3 separate regions of the Mus musculus genome follow, and regions 1 and 2 are each linked to region 3. The links are chromatin contacts, called in public targeted proximity ligation maps. All regions are on one chromosome and are shown on one strand. The core of a region is the stretch at or near the end of the contact, and the rest is flanking DNA. Distances in the headings are between cores, read along the strand shown.

Region 1 (3,921 bases), core at 871-3,370, 170 kb before region 3:
TAAGAATTTCATGAATTCATTGTTTTTAATAGCTGAGTAGTACTCCATTGTGTAAATGTACCACATTTTCTGTATCCATTCCTCTGTTGAGGGACATCTGGGTTCTTTCCAGCTTCTGGCTATTATAAATAAGGCGGCTATGAACATAGTGGAGCATGTGTCCTTATTACAAGTTGGAACATCTTCTGGGTATATGCCCAGGAGAGGAATTGCTAGATCCTCTGGTAGTACTATGTCCAATTTTCAGAGGAACCGCCAGACTGATTTCCAGAGTGGTTGTACAAGCTTGCAATCCCACCAACAATGGAGGAGTGTTCCTCTTTCTCCACATCCTCGCCAGCATCTGCTGTCACCTGAATTTTTGATCTTAGCCATTCTGACTGGTGTGAGATGGAATCTCAGGGTTGTTTTAATTTGCATTTCCCTGATGACTAAAGATGTTGAACACTTTTTCAGGTGCTTCTCAGCCATTCGTTATTCCTTAGTTGAGAATTCTTCGTTTAGCCCTGTACCCCATTTTTTAGTAGGGTTATTTGGTTTTCTGGAGTCCATCTTCTTGAGTTCTTGAGATTTTCTTGATTAATGATTGATGTGGGAGAGCCCATTCCCCTGGAAGCAGTAGCCCTGTTCTTCATACTGGGTGCTATCCGTGGGCAATCTGTAGGGTTCTGACCTAGGCGAAGCTGCCAATGAGTTGCCGCTCTCCAAGGGCGACCGGAAGCCAGAGCAAGGTAGGCTGCAGGGTCTCTTCTGCTTGGCTACTCTTCCGCTGCCCAGGTGGAAGAGGTGGGCCAGCAGGACGCAGCGGGTGGCTAGGAGCCAAGGTCGGGACTACCGATTGGGAAGTGACTTAAGTAGACTCAAGCAGTTCTGGTCAGATAGTCCTGGGTGGTATGTGAAAGCAAGAAGAACAAGCCATGGAGAACAAACCAGGAAGCAGCTTTCTTCCATGGTTTCTGCCTTTGCCCCTTCCTGAGTTCCCACATTGATTTCATCCACTGTAACGAGAACATGTAAGCCAAGTGAATCCTTCCCTTCCCATGTCGTTTTTTTGGTCATGGTGTTTAGCATAGCAACAGAGAAGACTAAGTTGCCCTTTAATGTGGATTGGCCTCAACCCTGGACGGAGACCAATTTACTAAGACCTCATTATTTGCTTCACAGAACCAGGTTACCAGAAGGACAAGAAAAACAATTCTTACACTCACTTGCGTAAGCCATCATCTTATTATCTAATGAGAATCTATGGGCTCCGACCTTCATAAGAATATTGGCAACGAGGCTAACTAGGAACCGAAGCTATCCCATAGGTGAACTCCATAGAACTCAATGCAAGTGTTACAATTTATATGTCTTAGATGAAAATTATTAATGGGCCTTAAATCACTCTGCCTCAACTTCTATCCATCAAGTACCTTGCTCCTTCCTCAACTTCTGAAAAAATGCTGGACTGCGTATGTTACTCCAGTGAGAAAAGCAATGTTTATAAAATTTGACCCTCACTTCTGTGGGGTTTGTGGGTTGGGGATGTGACTCCTTTAAAGTCCCCATTGGGATAGTGAAGAAATGTTCATTTATATACAGAGGTGCTCATTTACATAAAGAAACACTCATTTGCTTAAAGAGAAGATGCGCATAATGAGATGGCCCCATACCTCAAGAACACACATATAGACATGACTAAGCACACATTGCATAATGCTTATTCTTAACAAAAGATACTCACAATAAAAAAATGAAACTGGAAATAGTGCATAGGTCAGCGAAGGAAGGTTTGACCTAGAAAGAAAACAGAATGCATGTGCTGGATAGCCAAGTCAAATTAGGGTATATTTCATGCAGCGCTGAGGATTGACATCAAAGCAACAACAACCTTAGGGCTACACAGAGAAACCCTGTCTCAAAAAAACAAACAAAAAACAAAAAACAACAACAAAAAAAAAACACAAATAAAACCAAACCAAAACAAAAAAACCAACAACCTTAGGATGAAAGCCAAAAGAAGTCAAGATGTCCTGAAGGGCCAGTAGCTTTGTCTTCCTTCCTACCTTAAAACAGTAAACACAAGATCTTCTAAGTGACACACATTGCCCTGAGACAGCCTCACGTCTTTAAGTCACCCTGACAACGGAGAACCACAAGGGAAGCGGAAGGGGTGTGCCCAACCTCTCTAACTGATAACCTTGCACTCCAAAGAATGCAGGTGTCTGTCTGGTTTACAGTAGCATTTATTTCAAAGTTATTAAAATTATATGAGGTGGAATAGGTGAATGCACAGCTACTGTATATCAGTTTACCTAAAAGATTTACTGTTCCATGGGCTAGAATATTGGCTTTTCCCCAGAGGAACAATTTCATGCCTCTGAACTAGTAATAAGGTCCCCAACTAGAAAGAAGTGCTCAGTGTGTTCTGAAACACTCATTTGTGTTGCTTGCGGTGTTTTGTTTTGTTTTGTTTTGTTTTGTTTTTTGATCAGTTTGACCCAAGCTTGAGTCATCTGGGCAAGGAGAACCTCAACTGAAGAAACACCTCCTCCATCAGAGTGGCCTGTGGACAGCATTTTGATTAATGACTGACGTGGGAGAGACCAGCCCACTGCGGGCAATGCCACTCCTGGGCAGAGGTTCTAAGTTGTATAACTAAGCAAGCCACGCCCATGAAGAGCAATGCAGTAAGCAGCATTCCTCTGACTTCTGCTTCCGTTCCTGCCTCCAGATGCCTGCCTGGGGCTCCTCCCCTGACCTCATCCAGTCACCGACTATTGCCTGAAGTGTTAGTTGAAAGAAACCCTTCCCTCCCTTGCTGTTTTTGGTCAGCATTTTAGCACTGCAATAGGAAGAAAACTAAGACTACATCATTGGCTGATTGTTGTTATTCTGTGAAAATCACAAAGCATACTGAACCCCCCCCCCCCCGCCCCTCCACCACTAAGGTCTTACAACACACACACAGAGGCCCTTGGCTCCCAGGGCATTATGGAATTTTAAAATGAGATTAAATCAAACAACAGAAAATGATACAATTAAACAACTTGGTAAGCATGGGATGTATAAGTTCTCTGCTGGTGTAATACCACATGCTATACGTGCTTTACAGTATACTTTAATTTTTTTATTTATTTATGAGGGCCGGGCATGTTTCAGGGCATGCATCTGGAGGTCAGAAAACAAACTTTCTAGATTTGGCTCTCTTCTTACAGCATGTGGTTTGCAGGGATCGAACTCAGGTCCTCGGGCTTGGCTGCAGATGCCTTTGCCCACTGAGTCATCTTACCGGCTCATAAACGTATTTTAGTAAGTAAGCATTCTAAAATAATAACACAATGTATATAATAAATATAGACCAGCAGTGTAGTCATTATTATGAAGTAGTGTGCACTGTACATGACTGTATACTAGACTGACTTCTCTATGACTGGCCACCAGCATTACCTGGACCTCAGCAGAAATGCAATGACAGTTATCAGAGCCCCATTGTAGTTTTGAGATCCTTAGGTCCATGAGGTCAGGTAGTAATTAATCTGCCTTGATTATTTCAGGGCAGCATCTCTACAAGTTAGTGCAGAACTCCCCAAAGCGCAGATGGTCAATACGTATTAATGGAATGTTCACTAAATGAATGGATATAGTTGAAATATTTTCACTTTGACTTTATGTATGTAAGCCTACCTCTCCTTCTGTTTTGCTGTGTCACAAGCTGTACCACAGTGTGGTCTTACTCACTGTGTGAGCAATGCAAAAGGAACCGTAAGCCCTGTTCACAATTCATTAATTCCAACACTTCTTGTTCACTCTCCCTTAAGATCTGACAGACCATCTGGTGGTGAATTGAGAGATCTTGACAGAATGTAAAAGGTCACAGAAGCCCTGAAATTGGCAAAATAGATTTCATTATTTAGAATAATAGAGGTGCACAATGCT
Region 2 (3,864 bases), core at 85-2,584, 200 kb before region 3:
GGCCGGTACCCTAGATCCCCTCTAAGGGTACAATCCCACTGACCGAACATCCTCCCAACAGGCCCTCCTCTTAAAGATTCCACAGTCTCCCAAATAAAGTCAAGGGCTGAAAACAAAGACTTCAGTGTGCGACCATTAGAGGGTGTTCCAGATACAAACTACAGCAAGAGACGTAGCTTTGACTGGAAATTCTTCACCTCTTTCATGACTCTGGATCTCACCTGCCAGACGTCTACACGGATAAAGATGTGTGGGATCCCCTATAGGGGCCATCCCTCCTGTCCTTTCCCGGCTGTGTCATCTTCCTCTTGACTTCACCACAAGAAGCCCTAGATGATCCCCCGCCCCACACACATCTCCAGCCTGACCAGCTCTTATCTACTCGCCCCTCTACCCCACAATATGTCCTCCTTCCTCACTCCAGTTCCACTTTTGCATCCACTCCAGCCAGCGTTTACCTTTCTCTCCTCTACCAAACAGACCACGTGGAAGATGGTCCACTCTATGGTAGACCTCACATGTTAGCTTAGTGAGTGTCAAGGTAAGATTCACGAGTGTGAACGTTGGTAAGAGTTCATCTAAAAATCACAGCTCCCATTGCCAGGTCCCCAGCTACCCTCTCTCCATGTTCACAGCCTTTATTCCCCACATCTTAGAGGGAACTTCCAGATTGACTGCCTCTAAGTAAAAGCAAGATACAGCTTTCATGAATGTGTTAGTCAGGTTGTCATTGCTGTGACGAAATACTCGAGCTAATGGATGTATGGGGAAGGAAGGTTTGATGTGGTTGTCAGCTCTAACACAAGTTGTGTGGTCACCAGAAGGGAGGGAGTATGTTTGACCGACATCATATAGCACCCCGTTTAAAAAAAAAAAAAACCACAACGTAGAAGAAACTGCTCAACAGAATGAGTCGGAAACTTCATCATTTCTTTCTAAACACTAAGAGTATGGAGTGGGGGTGAAATTCAATCCTACATGCTGTGCTCCGGCACATGCTCATTTTGAGCCACCAAACCCCACAAGCCCAGCCTGGAGATGGAAACTGGACTCCAAGCCATAGCGAGTCTCCCTGCTTTCTTTGGGAGTGAGCCAGAAAGAGATAAAGGAAGTGTTGTCCCGGGGCAGCAGTAAACAGGCAAGGGACCAGAGGGCTTTTAATAAAACAGACCTTTATTGGGGCTAAAAATGACCCTAGGCTGACCCCACCCTAAATCCTGACAACGTCCAACTACAGGAATTTAAAGGAACAGAAGGCAGGCATTGCATCCCTGCGCACTGAGCAGGAAGCAGCCAGAACCTACAAGCAAGGAATGCATACACACATCTCCAGCACTGCAGCCCAAACAGTTTTCAGCCCAGACGCTGATGCACTTCTGCCTCAAATTTCTATCCTGTGACTCACAGGGAAGGCCCGAAGACAATAAAATATCCCAAAGACCTAAAATAGGTCCTCCTCCCCTCTGCCACCAGGGTGAGCTTCCCCAGGCATTTCTTCCTTTATTAGCCAGGCATGAATGGTAACATTGCCTGGGCTGAAGAACACATCTTTGTCACTGGTAAATATTAAAAAAAAAAAAAAATGAAAAAAGAAAGAAAGAAAAAGAGCCACATTCATAGAAAAGCACACCAGCCGTTCATTGATTAGCATCCAGTGCCACAGCCCTTCGCTGGAATTACAAACACTTTCAATGACACCGGATGGAAAGGCATTGTAGGAAAAAATATTTCTTAGACAGGATTGTCATTAAAGTGTGCCAAAAATAGAACTGTTTTTATTTAAGCATCCTCACTCCTCCAGCTTCTCCCTTCCCAGCAGCCCTGGCAGACAGCAAGGCTGTGCACAGGGAAATCACCAGAAATAGAGAAACTGGCTCCATTCATTTAAATTTGAGACACGTCAAAAGCAGACCTGTGAATAAGGTCTAGATGATGTGTCCTTCCTCTGCCAGCACAAGTGACAACGAGGCAGGGGGACACAACTGGACTGAAAATTCACTATTTAATAATCTCTAGGAGAAATGTAATTTTTTTCAATTTTAATTGGCCCCACTACCAGTCTGGTAGATCAGTTTCTCAATCTCTTATACCTCATGAGGAAGGAGAATTGGTCTCTTTGTGTCCAGCTTGGAGCTCCCATTTCATGGGGAAAGGACTGACTTGCGGAATTTGAAAATTCACCATCTTGAAGGCCAGGCTCCTTAGGTTTTGAAGTACAGAGGAGTATCTAGTTGGATGGTTGGTTGAGTTTTGGTTTTTGTTTTTTGGGGTTTTTTTGGGGGGGGTGGGAAGGGGAGGGTTGAGCTTTTTATCTGAAAATTTAAACAGTAAAGATTGTTATGACCCAACCTATGAAGCAACACATTCATATATGTTATTAAAAATTGAAATTTTGGGGAGCTGCCTCAGCCAATAAAGTGCTTACCACACATGCATGAGGACATGAATCCACATCTCCACCCCTCACATAAAAGCCAGGCCAGCTACATGTGCTTGCGTTTCCAGCATGGGAGAAGAGGAGGCAGGAGGAGCCCCAGGGCTTGCTGCACAGCCAGACTAGCACAAATTGTAGCTTCATATTCAGCAAAAGACCTTGTCTCAAAAAATGTAGGACAGAGCGTTTGGGGAAGAAATTCAACAATGACCTCTTGCCTACACATACATGCATACGTGCACACATATGGACCCGAATTGTATGTTTGACAGTCACAAAAACAGTGTTATCTAAATACACAGTTCCACTAGCCAGCGACATTAGTGGAGTATGTTCTGTGTGTAAAGACAAGTCATGGTTACTGCACTTTTAGTCTGTGTGCTTGCCACCCCAAGTCCTTAGCATTCTCTCTTTGGACTCTAACTCGCTATTGGATACCATATGATACCATCATTGTCCCATCTGTGTGTTTCACACGTCTGTCTTTCTTTCTCTCTTCACTCTCTTTCTTTCTTTCTTTCTTTCTTTCTTTCTTTCTTTCTTCCTTCCTTCCTTCCTTCCTTCCTTCCTTTCTTTCTTTCTTTCTTTCTTTCTTTTTGTTTGTTTTTTTGTTTTTGTTTTTGTTTTTGTTTTTGTTTTTGTTTTTGTTTTTGTTTTTCGAGACAGGGTTTCTCTGTGTAGTCCTGGCTATCCTGGAACTCACTCTGTAGACCAGGCTGGCTTCGAACTCAGAAATCCGCCTGCCTCTGCCTCCTCCCTCTCTTTCTGAACCTGTACTGTCCTCTGGTTTTTCTAACCCCCTCATCTCCCTCTGCACTGAACCAATACGGCTCTGTTGTCCTCAATCCGCCTCCAAGCCCATGCTTCAAGGCTAAGTAGAAATGTCACATTCTCCATAAAGTGTGTGCTGTTCCCTGCAGTAGACTTTGCTGAGACAGAAAAAGCAAGGACTCTGGCAACAGCCGGGCCTGAGTTCAAATCCTAGGTCTTTCCGTGTAAGACATGAGAACCCAGTTAAAGATAACTATCTTAATAATTCTCTTGATACCTTTGAAGCTTCATCAAGTGATTTTTTTAAGTAAAAATGATTCTGATTGCCAGTAAAGGCTTGTTGTGAATATCAAAAGAAACTATTGTTCAAGTACATATGTGATTTCTGGCAAAGCCACAGTAGTAGTTTTGTGTGCTTTTCTGCTTTTATAGTCTGCCTTTACAGCATGGCAATTTCTTTATTTGTCTTTTAATGAAGTATTTCAGTCTTTGTCTTCAGGGTCCACTCAGTCACAGAGCAGGGGTCCCCTTTGCTACATCATTGTATACCCCAGCTACCTTCCCTTTTGGTTCTCAGCAGAGGTTGAAATTAACTACTGTTAGTTCACCATAGGGAGAAGCAGGTTGAAAATCCTTATAACTTATACAATTTTAGATTT
Region 3 (3,743 bases), core at 946-3,445:
GACTAAGACACTGTTTGGCTTCAAATGTAAGTAGGGACTCAAAACACTGGTGTCCCCACAAAGGATGGGACCCAATGGCATCTCTCAGTCTTACTCCAGCATCTCCATTTCCACGGCCACCGCAGGGGACTGCGTAGGGCTTTGGCATCAGCACTCCCTCTCTCCCTCCTTTGCTGGGGTATGTCCTCCCGGAGTCCGAGTCCAAGATCATTTCTGAAAATACTGGGCAGCTCACTTACCGATCACCAACTGCATTCCTCTCGGAGTTCTCAATGTTTGTACTCCTGGAAAAGACATTTAAAACACTTGCAGACACAAACTAGAACAATATTAGGCCATTGTGTGTGTGCTACAGTGTATATAACAGGATCTTCCATTTCACATTTTAATAGAACTTAGTGTGCAATCCATTGCCTATTTTATTTTATTCTGGTTTTTCGAGACAGGGTTTCTCTCTGTGTAGCCCCAGCTGTCCTGAAACTCACTCTGTAGACCAGGCTGGCCTCGAACTCAGAAATCCGCCTGCCTCTGCTTCCCAAGTGCTGGGATTAAAGGTGTGAGCCACCACTGCCTGGCCCCATTGCCTATTTTAAATATACTAGAAATAGGTTGGCTTTTCTCATTTGGATACATTCAGTATGAAAGACATGAAGCCTACAGTCACTTGACTTGTTTTCTTTTGCTTACTGTAATTACTGTGTCTTGCAGAAGTCATCCCAACCTTGAGTCGGAGTTTCAAAAAGGGGTCCTTAAGAGGATTATAATCACTTAAAGCTCTGTATTCTTCCTGCAGCGATATTCAAATGAATTTGTTTTACCTGCATCTAATTTACCTGTTTAGTTATAAAAATGGCTAGTTTTAAAGGCATCCTGTTCTGCCCCGTGCATTTTAAATTTGAGGTATATCTCTGGACACCTGTGCACGCCTGGATTGTTGTTTTGTTCTTGAAGTCACCTCCGCAATCTGTCACTAGCCAGAGGTTCTGCCTGTCTGGAGGAGATAAAGCGAATGCTCTGCATTCTCTCCGAATTCTTCAGCCACCTTTGCTCTGGCTCGTACAAAAGAGATGCTGGAACTGCAGCCCTGATTCTCTTTCTGGTGTGCAAGATTGAAGGTTACTTTGCAGCTTGCGCTTTGGAGAATTCTCCTTTGATATTTGGTTAGTAAGTGATGGCTACCTTGCTTTGCCTAGGATCCTAGGGATCCTAGATTATAGTCTTCTAAGAAGTGAAGTACTGGGTCTAAGTTATGCTCAGTAGGAATTTATGAGTTTGGGGAAAGCAGTAGGAGAGGAGTATAGGTCACCTTTCAAGGAATCCTCCTTTTCTGTTAATGAATGGTGTCTCCGAAGTCTCAAAGTCCACTAGAAAGAGCACTGGGGTTTTTGTTTGTTTTGAACCTTGCAAACAGCAATAAATTTTTACCACTTTACCTGTATTTGTCAGTGATTCTGATTGCTAGACCTATCATACTGCTACAAGTTCAATGGTGATTTCTAAATAAGGTTCATTGCAAGCCAGTGTCTTCATGTCCAGTACGGCCTCGTGGGTCCAGTGTGGAGAACAATGCCTCCTATGAAACTGTTCTTCGATGTCTTAAGTTATATTTATTTATATGAATGTTTGTGAGTTTGTCCTCTGACCTATAGAGGTCAGAGAACAGCTTGCAGGGGTCGTTCTGTCCATTCTCTCCTTCCGTTGAATGCTGAGGACTGAGCAAGTCTCCTCAGGCATGGCTTCAAGTGCCTTTACCGGCTGAGCCATCTCACCGCCCCAAGGAGAAAATTCAGTGAGGTGACTCAGTGCTCAACGCTGACCATTGCTTTTGAACCGGCCAGGCAAAGCGTACTGGTCATTGTTAAGACTGAAAACAACCCTGAGAGGGATGGCGAGGATAAGAACGGAGATAAAATTCGGCCACAGCTACGTGTCACACAGGAGCAACAAGGGTGGGGGGCAGGGCACTCAGGGTGTCCCAGGCGCCTAGGAGGAGCACGAGCCGGCGGGCGTGGGCTGGGGGCGTGGCCGGCGGGAAGGGGCGTGGCCCACGAGGAAAGGGCGTGGGGACGGGGCGTGGTCGGCGAGAGAGGCGTGGCCTGCGGGCAGGCGGGCGGCTCTGGCGGTTGGAGGTGGGTGGAGCTGCCCTTGGAGGCGGCACCGGCCTGGCCCCGAGGCCCGCCGCGCCCTATCGCGCCAGAGCCGAGTGGCCCCGCGGAGCCCGCGCGCTCCCGCCTGCTGGGGGAGGGCGGACAGGGCGCGGGGGACCAGACAGGCCGCGGCGGGCGCTGTTTCTCTTTCGCTTTCCCGGGCTCGGAGGCGGGCGCGCCGGCGGGCTGAAGAGCGGCGGCGGCCGCTGGGTAGGTACCGCGCGGGGGCGGCCCGGCCGCGCGCCAAGTTTGCGCCGGCGGCCGCGGCGCCCCAGACACCTGCCGCGCCGGGCGCTGGAGCCGGAGCCGCTCGGGGGCGGGGCGGGCGCGCGGGGTTTCGGGGCAGCGCTCGGGGGCGGCGCGGCCGGCCCGCGGAGACTCGTCCTGTCCCGTGGTCCCCGCGCGAGTAGCCCCGGCTCCTGAGCCGAGCACCTGCCCGGCGGTGAAGGGCTCGAACCTCCGGGACCCGCGCCGGCTGACGCGGAAAAGTTGCCGCCGGCCGGCCGCGCGACACCGCAAGCGCTCGCTTCCTTTCCGTGTCGGGGTGACAGGGCTCTGGGCTTGGGATTGGGACTGCGTTTCCCACCGGTTTGCCTCGAGCGAGCGCTCACGTAAGTCCTGGGAGCAAGGGAAAGTCGAGAGAGGAGCGGGGACCCAGGCGAGGATATTAATGCTTTGCTGAAGGTCACGAAGGCCAGAACCCCGACATTGCAATTAATTAAATTACACTTTCTGTCATATCCTTGACACTATTTTCCCAAGGAGTAGACGCTCCGAGCTTATACCCTGAACGTTCACAGTGAGGGTGTGCTGCTGGAATGATGCCTTCTAGACTTTTCCAGTTATTTTATACTCGCCTATGTGTTAACAGCCAAGGTAGTGGAAAAGTTTCTGCCTAATGAGTGAGATTCGTGTAGGATGAACCTACTGAAATCAGCATCTTCATTGTTTTCTAAGGTCATCTTTCTTGTAGGGAATTTGCAAAACTTTTTAAATAACCTAACAAGCTAGTGATTAGTAAAATTCTAAGAAGAATTAATGACATTTCTTCAGTTTTCACTGTTCACTATTTCATTTAATCATCGCCTTTCTAGGTCGCTGGAGCTCTTATTTTTATCTTACAAATAAAGCAATGAAATAAATAGCTACTTGAGACTAACTGTGGCTGGTATCTGTTAGAACTTTCTCACTAATAGAGGAAAAAAAGAATGAATTTTGGTAGAGTGCTTGCCTAACATGCACTGTGCCTGAGTTTGATCCCTGTCACAGTGCAAACTGGGAGTGGTGGGTCACACCTGTATTACCGGCATGCTAAAGGAGGAGGAGGCAGGAGGATCAGAAATTGAAGGTCATCCCCTCTAAACCAGGAGTTGTATGCCAACCTGGGCTATAAGAAACCCAGCCCAGAAAAATAAGAATGAATGAATGAATGAATGTTAAATCAGTGAAAAAAAGTAACTGGGGAGAAGTAAGCATTAGCAAATAGGGATTACAGTGAGGATAGTGTCAGAGAGGGACACAGGGACAAGGATGGTGCAGTGATGAAGAGGAAAGGCATGTTGGACAGAAGATAGGAGCCTGCAGAGTTTATATGGT

The links.
Region 1: a targeted proximity ligation map of trophoblast stem cells shows a contact between it and region 3, with 10 read pairs. A contact is called at or near these places in 3 of 484 Hi-C or Micro-C datasets (embryonic stem cells, reprogramming fibroblasts and trophoblast stem cells), 7 of 130 datasets of targeted methods (the NIH/3T3 cell line, bone marrow-derived macrophages, embryonic fibroblasts and 3 more) and 1 of 9 other capture datasets (embryonic stem cells).
Region 2: a contact with region 3 is called in a targeted proximity ligation map of pancreatic cancer cells. A contact is called at or near these places in 4 of 130 datasets of targeted methods (cardiomyocytes, extraembryonic endoderm stem cells, pancreatic cancer cells and 1 more) and 3 of 9 other capture datasets (adipose tissue, embryonic stem cells and liver).

Annotation. Positions count from the first base shown.
Region 1 is chr19:36,240,466-36,244,386 of GRCm38.p6, forward strand. All of the region lies in intron 1 of Gm32027 (a long non-coding RNA gene), which reads right to left. It overlaps Gm46664 (a long non-coding RNA gene), which reads left to right. Exons shown (of 2, transcript XR_001782714.1): 2 at 2,478-2,858. It overlaps LOC115489009 (a long non-coding RNA gene), which reads right to left. Exons shown (of 3, transcript XR_003952857.1): 2 at 1,727-1,779; 3 at 561-998. Among named protein-coding and RNA genes, the nearest start is that of Gm46664, 6.4 kb to the left of the region's middle.
Region 2 is chr19:36,206,792-36,210,655 of GRCm38.p6, forward strand. The region is part of intron 1 of Gm32081 (a long non-coding RNA gene); the gene reads left to right. Among named protein-coding and RNA genes, the nearest start is that of Gm32081, 24 kb to the left of the region's middle.
Region 3 is chr19:36,407,553-36,411,295 of GRCm38.p6, forward strand. It overlaps Pcgf5 (polycomb group ring finger 5), which reads left to right and starts at 2,196. Exons shown (of 10, transcript NM_001368691.1): 1 at 2,196-2,357.